Regions from separate parts of the Macaca mulatta genome. Here region 2 is linked to region 1. Evidence: chromatin contacts called from public Micro-C data. All regions are on one chromosome and are shown on one strand. The core of a region is the stretch at or near the end of the contact, and the rest is flanking DNA. Distances in the headings are between cores, read along the strand shown. Region 1 holds the start of AP5S1 (adaptor related protein complex 5 subunit sigma 1). Region 2 holds the start of SPEF1 (sperm flagellar 1).

What was found. Hi-C and Micro-C count contacts between places; a contact is called where the count stands out from the background.
Region 2: a Micro-C map of CD4 T cells shows a contact between it and region 1, with 11 times the contacts expected there. The contact joins the promoter of SPEF1 here to the promoter of AP5S1 in region 1. A contact is called at or near these places in 7 of 14 Hi-C or Micro-C datasets (CD4 T cells, blood, cortical neurons and 4 more).

What each region holds. Positions count from the first base shown.
Region 1 is chr10:80,247,270-80,250,976 of T2T-MMU8v2.0, forward strand. AP5S1 (adaptor related protein complex 5 subunit sigma 1) reads right to left here and starts at 1,762. Exons shown (of 3, transcript NM_001194748.1): 1 at 1,528-1,762.
Region 2 is chr10:80,288,590-80,292,296 of T2T-MMU8v2.0, forward strand. It overlaps SPEF1 (sperm flagellar 1), which reads left to right and starts at 1,559. Exons shown (of 7, transcript NM_001194681.2): 1 at 1,559-1,845; 2 at 3,531-3,642. The coding sequence starts at 1,737.

The DNA.
Region 1 (3,707 bases), core at 512-3,011:
AGTGTATCCAGAGGCTGGTGAGGCTGGACACTTTGAACAACAGCATCTGAACAGTATCACATAACAGAATCCAGTGGTTAAAAAAAAAAAGGCCAGGCGCAGTGGCTCAAGCCTGTAATCCCAGCACTTTGGGAGGCCGAGACGGGCGGATCACGAGGTCAGGAGATCGAGACCATCCTGGCTAACACGGTGAAACCCCGTCTCTACTAAAAAATACAAAAAACTAGCCGGGCGAGGTGGCGGGCGCCTGTAGTCCCAGCTACTCGGGAGGCTGAGGCAGGAGAATGGCGTGAACCCGGGAGGCGGAGCTTGCAGTGAGCTGAGATCCGGCCACTGCACTCCGGCCTGGGCGACAGAGCGAGATTCCGTCTCAAAAAAAAAAAAACAAAAACAAAACACCTCAGACATACACAAGCAGAATAGGCATAAACTGAAAAAACAAACAAAAACCTCAGACAACCCTAAACCTAGTTCTACAAAACAACAGGAATCTTCAAAAGCGTCAAGGTCATGAGGTCATGGAAAACCTGAGAAGCTGCGCCAGACTGAAGGAAACTGAAGAGACCATATAGCTGAATGCAACGTGTGCTCCTGGATCGGGTCCTGAACCAAGAAAAGGGTAATTTGGGCCAGGTGTGGTGACTCACGCCTGTAATCCCAGCATCTTGGGAGGCCTAGGTGGGCGGATCACTTGAGGTCAGGTGTCTGAGACCAGCCTGCCCATCTCTACTAAAAATAAACTAGCCAGGAATGGTGGCGCATAGTTGTAACCCCAGCTACTTGAGAGGCTGAAGCCAGAGAACCGCTTGAACCCGGGAGGGGAGGCTGCAGTGAGCCGAGATCGCACCACTGCACTTCAGCCTGGGCGACAGAGCGAGACTGTCTCAAAAAAAAAAAAAAAAAAAAAAAGAAAAATAAAAGGATAATTTCCATAAAGGGCATTATTAGGACACTAATAAAAACATTTAAAAACATTTAAATATGGCCTATGGGTCAGAAAAAGTCTTGATCAATGTTACCCGATTTTGAATGCAGGCGCTTGTCCTTGTTTTTAGAAAACAAACACGGATGTGCCTCTAAATATGGAGGCAAAGGGATTTCATATCTGCAACTAACTCACATGGTCCAGGGAAGAAAAAAGGCAGAGAGAAAAACAGAGGAAATCATAAGGTAAATACGGTAAAAGAGGTTACAACTCGTGAATCTCATCAAAGTGCATACAGGAGTTACTTGAAACTGTCTCAAAATAAAAACTAAATAATAGTAATGGTTATCTGGCTGGCTCAGTGGCCGGCCCGGGAGTTGAAAGACGGCAGGTACAGTCAGTGGATATCTGTAACTAAGGCTAAATAGACCGTCAGTTTAAACTAGTCAAAGAGCAGGTTCGCAAAGGCACTTCGACAACCGGAGCCCAGCACCTGGACGCTGACCTCCGCGACCCTCCAGCCGCAGGAAGAGCGCGTCATCACTCCGCGCCGCCGCGTCCCCCCTTCTACCAGAGAAATGGTAGCGGTCAAGATAGCTTACGACACTGCCTCCGTAACCCTGCGGCGCAATGCACTTCGGGGGTTGTAGTTTCTTATTCCGGTCAGCCAGGCCTAAATGGGGCACCCCGCCCTGAGTGTGTTGCCCCTGCAGCTCCGGTCCGCTGTCGTCGAGGCGTCGCCTCACCCTTCCTTCCGGGCCCGCGGACTGCCAACAAGCACTCCCTTCGGTGGCAGGAGAGCAATGGCGGCTGCGCGGCCTGTAGGCGCCTGCGCACGTCGGTCGCGGGCGCGCCCGCCAGCTGACGCCATCGGGTTGGGCGGAGCGCTCACGTCCAGGGCGGTGCTGTGGGAGCCAGGTGCCGGCTGCATCTTCCGATGCTTGGACCCTCGGAGTGGGCTGGCCTCGCAGAGGGACAGAAACCCTCTTTCCCCAAGCTGCCGGCAGAAATCATGCTCGTCACTCCTGTTGCGGGCTCAAAGCGTTCCCGCTCGAAGCCCTAGACCAGCCGAGCCCCAGGCTGCCGACCCCAGCGACCGCGAGGGGGCGCTGCGGCCCGGAGCGCGGAGTCCGCGGAAAAGGCCGGGGCCTGGTTGTCCCCGGAGGGAGGGGCGCGTGGCCTGCGGCCTTAGGAGGCTCGGGGGCGGGCGGCGGGTGGACCTAGGCCGAGCCGCACAGCTACGGGCTGCGTCTGAGTTCTTACCTGGCCAACATGCGTGAGAATTACTGAGGCATCAGTTCAAATGTACATTCCTGGGCTGTACCCCCGGAAATTATGACTTTGGAGGTAAATATGTATATTTAGGTACATGTGTATTTTGCGCGGATTTTTAATACAAATATGTGTATTTTGCGCGGATTCTGAATGTATGGGTTCCTGCAGCGGGTTAATGCTGGCACTCGGTTCGGCGCAGAACGATTCGAACGCTGCTTCCGAACTCTCACTGTCTCTCTGGCAGATCTGTCCATTTCATTGGGCCCCAGTGAAACTTTGTAGAGTGTCACCCAGGGCGAACGCTTAGTAGGGCTGATCAGCAAGCCCCCTTCTTGACTGGAGGCCATCAAAACAACAGGGAAGAGGTTTATATCTTAAACCTGAAAGGGGCACTCTGGCACTAACCCGTAGAGCCTTACAATGGGGTAAAAGCCCCAACTTGGAGGCTTGGCCTGTTGGTGTTAGGGGGCCCCACAAGGCCTGCCTGGGCCTCGCTGACTGACTTGCATGTTCCCCCAGCCACCACCACCACCACCACCCACTCCCACAGCGACCATGAAGGTGCACCTCCTTTATCTCTTGGCATGTGAATGGCTTCAGCCTTGTCCCCCAGATGTGCCTCGGAGCCTCCCCCACTGACTGTTCCCCCAGCCTAGAATTCCCTTTCCTGGCTTTTTGTCTTTTTTTTTCTTTCTTTCTTTCTTTTTTTTTTTTTTTGCAGCCTCCCTGCCCCTTCCCACCAGCAGTGCTCCTGCCTCAGCCCACCAAGTAGCTGGGACTACAGGCAGGCAACACACCCAGCTAATTTAAATTTTTTTGTAGAGATAGGGTCTCACTGTATTGCCCAGGCTGGTCTCGAACTCCTAGGCTCAAGTGATCCTCCTGCTTCTCCCCCACAAAGTGTTAGGATTGCAGGCATGAGTCTCAGTGCCTGGCCTTTCCTGTCCTTTTAATTGCCCTTGCAGATATATACTCAGACCAAATGGGAGGAAGGCTTCCTGCTCAGGCTGCCCATTGGCATTCAACTGCGGCCTGTGCACCCCTGTGAAGGTCTCACCAGTACTGCTGATGGCTTCCATCTTCGCTCCCCAGGGCCATGCACAATGCAGGACTGGAGCCAACTTGAACGAGCTCTTTGCTGACAAGAAAGGAGTACAGGGCAGGGTGGCCCAGGCAGGGATCCTAGAGCAGCACCCCCTGAGAAAGTGCACTCTGGGCCCCTTCAGCCATAGGAGCCAGGGTAGGTTAGGAGGTGGCCGAAGGGAAGCTGCAGGTGGCCAGGGCCTGGCCAAAGCCTGTGACAACACATAAATATGTGTGTGGGTGTTGCGGCAAGCCCAGAGACTGTGGGGCCTCAGCTACAAAGCTGGGGAGTGATGTTGGCACAGCTCCTGGTCCCCAGTCCTTATCGCTCTCAGCCAGGGCTTGTGTCTGCCAGCTGATTACAGCAGAGAGCTAGCAAGGAGAGGGCTCTGGTTGCTGGGGGCCACCTGGCATCTGGAACACA
Region 2 (3,707 bases), core at 309-2,808, 41 kb after region 1:
GGTGTGACTTCTACTCTTGGCCTGCACTTCTGGCATTCAGGAATCCCCTCCAGGCCTTGAGGACTTTGAAGTGACAACAAAAAGTAGTTGGGATCCCCCTTGCCACCACCTTCCCACCCCAAATCCGAACCCTGGAGTTGGAGACCAGAAAGCTACAAGTAAGCCCCACCTGCTCTGGAGTGAGCAGGAGGGAGCATGGCCTGCTTGCCCAGGTGCTCCTGTTTAACCCAGCTCCCTCACCGCAGGTTCCAACAAGGCGAATTACTTCCATTTGTCTCCTGTGAAAAAGAACACTTCTTGCTGGAACTGAGACTGTCTCATTAATGATAGTACCAGCTGATACTAATAGGGGCCCTGTTCTGTGCTAAATGCTTTAGATGCTCACAAAGCCCCTATAAGGTAGGTAAAGCCAAGAGAAACCAGGCAGAGGTCTGATCAGGTGCCCAAGGCCACGCGGTTAGTCAAGCTGTTTTCCCATCCTGACTAGAAGTACCTCTTCACTAAGGAGGGACCCATATTCCTAACCCTCCTAAGGGTAGTGCTGTTTTGGAATGAAACTGGGTACTGCAATGAATTTCTTTCTTCCTTTCTTTCTTTCTTTCTTTCTTTTCTTTCTTTTCTTTCTTTTCTTTCTTTTCTTTCTTTTTTGGAGATGGAGTCCCGCTCTGTCACCTAGGCTGGAGTGCAATAGCACGATCTCAGCTCACTGCAACCTTTGACTCCCGGGTTCAGGCGATTCTCTTGCCTCAGCCTCCTCAGTGGCTGGGATTACAGGCACCCGCCACCACACCTGGCTAACATTTTTGCATTTTTAGTAGAGACGGGGTTTTGCCATGTTGGCAAGGCTGGTCTCGAACTACTGAGCTCAGGTGATCTGCTCACCTCGGCCTCCCAAAGTGCTGGGATTACAGGCGTGAGCCACTGTGCCCTGCCTGAAATGAATTTCTAATCCATGGAAGAATAGCTAGCTCATTGATGGGAGATGAGGGGTTTGGGACAAATAAGTGAGAACCATCGTCATTTCACAAAGGAGGAAATGGAGTTAAGAAGTTAAATGACCTGCCCAAGGTACTGGCCTTGAACTCTGGTGTTCTCCCTGGGAGTCTGGGTTACCTATTAAATACCCCACTAGAACACTGCTGGGAAGGGCGAGTGGCGATGACCCCATGAGCATAGAGTTTTGGAGAGGGACGAAGCAGGAAGCAGTTGTACCACGCAATCCAGTTGGGTGGCAGATTATCAACAGTGCACCCCCAAATAAAGCTGACAAACACTGGAGTGCTCCCTTCGTTTGGGACTAAAGGGCTAAAGGGCCAAGAAGCGGAATCCCCACCCTAGGTGTGCAGATGCAGGAATTCTGAGGGTCTGATTGGCTTTGGCTGGTCCCAGAGTGGGTGAGTGACTGGTCAGCAGGTGGCGTGGGCACAGAAGTGATGCTTTCTTGGGAAGAAGAAAAGGACAGCTAACCGCCTTTTCAAAGCTTGGGCCTGAGAGGAGGTAGCGGGGAGGGGATAAAACTACAACTCCCAGAAGTCTTTGCTCCCAGGCGAGGCAGGGGATGGTTTCCATGGTTTCAGAAAACAATATGGCCGCTCCCAGCTGGGACGTGAGTGTCTGGATTAGGCAGGCAGAGGCAGTTACGGGCTTCTGCAGTGGCAAGAAAGGAAGCGCCTGAAGGGTCGTGAGGCTGGGGCTGGACCCGGCACCGCTGGGGCGGCCAGGCCTTGAGGACGCCAATGGCGAGCAGCGTGGACGAGGAGGCGCTGCACCAGCTGTACCTGTGGGTAGACAACATACCTCTGTCCCGGCCCAAGCGAAACCTCTCCCGGGACTTTAGTGATGGAGGTGTGTGCCCCTGTGTGTCTGCATGTTCTGTCCTGTATGTTCGTGTGTGATGGGTCTCTGTGCAAACTCTTTGTGTTTGTGTGCGTGTAGGGGTGGGGAGGAATCTGTCTCCTGGGACTTCAGATTGTAGACGTGTGTGCTTGTTTTCTATTTGCATCTGTGTGTGAACGATGTGTGCCCATATATGTATGTCTACATGTTCTATCCTGCGTGCATGTGGGGGGATGTGCCTCTAACTCCCTCCAGGGACATTAGTGATTAAGATATGTGTCTGCATATTTATTTGTGCATTTCTGTATGTGCTCACTCATTGCTATGTGTTCTATATTTGACTTGTGGGAGTCTGAGTATGTGTGTGTTCACATGTGTGTGTTCATATGTGTGTTGACATGTTTAGTCCTGTATTTGTGGGGGTTTGTGTGCTTGTGTTTCTTTGTGCTTGTGAAGGTGTTTGTGTTTCTAGGAATGTCTCCTGGGGTCTCAGTGACACAAATACTTACCTGTCATCTCATGTCAAGTACTTCTGTGCATCTCTATATTTGGGGAGGCTGTGTGCATATGTGGCTTTTTGTGCTTCTGTTTATGTGTGTTTTACATGTGTGCCTAGCATGTGTTTGTTCTATGTGTCTACACATTCTGCCCTATGTATCTATATGTAGAGAGATCTTATCACATGTGTCTCTGCTTATGTGACTCTTTTACTCTCCTGGAACTGTGGTGTTGGAGTGTGTGTGTGTGTATCATGCATCCATGTGAATTCCCTGGGCTCCTGAAAGCCTCTCTTGGAGACTTGTTCTCTCTCTCTCTCTCTCTCTCTTTTTTTTTTCTTGTTGCCCAGGCTGGAGTGCAGTGGCATGATCTCAGCTCACTGCAACCTCCACCTTCTAAGTTCAAGCGATTCTTCTGCCTCAGCCACCCAAGTAGCTGGGATTACATGCACCACCACACCCAGCTAATTATTGTTTTTTTTTTTTTTTTTTTTTTTTTTTGAGACAGAGTCTTGCTCTGTCACCCAGGCTGGAGCGCAGTGGCCGGATCTCGGCTCACTGCAAGCTCCGCCTCCCGGGTTTACGCCATTCTCCTGCCTCAGCCTCCCGAGTAGCTGGGACTACAGGCGCCCGCCACCTCGCCCGGTTAGTTTTTTGTATTTTTTAGTAGAGACGGGGTTTCACTGTGTTAGCCAGGATGGTCTCGATCTCCTGACCTCGTGATCCGCCCATCTCGGCCTCCCAAAGTGCTGGGATTACAGGCTTGAGCCACCAAGCCCGGCCTAATTATTGTATTTTTAGTAGAGATGGGGTTTCACCATGTTGGCCAGGCTGTTCTCGAACTCCTGGCTTCGGGTGATACGCCTGCCTCAGCCTCCCAAAATGTTGGGATTATAGATGTGAGCCACTGTGCTGGCTGACTCATTCTCTACTAGAGGACCAGGGACTCAGTATTCCCGTTCCTAAATTCATGGGGAAGGGATGCAGCTCCTCTGAGGTATGCTGGAGACTTAGTCTCCTCTACCTATGACTAATCTTAATGTTTTTGTCTCCCTCCTTATCCTTCCCCTTTCTGCATCTCCACCCCTCCATTGGGTTCCACTGCTCTGCCATGCCTGATTCTCCCACCCACCTTCTCTCCCCTCTTTCTTCCTTACCCATGCCCCCACCTTCCATATCTGCTCCCCTCTCCCTCAGTCCTAGTTGCAGAGGTCATCAAGTTTTACTTCCCCAAGATGGTGGAGATGCACAATTATGTCCCCGCCAACTCTCTCCAGCAGAAACTCAGCAACTGGGGTCATCTGAACAGGTAACAGAATACCTGGGTGCAGGAGTGGGAATCTCTAGTCCCCACTCTGGGTTCCCAGGAAGGAC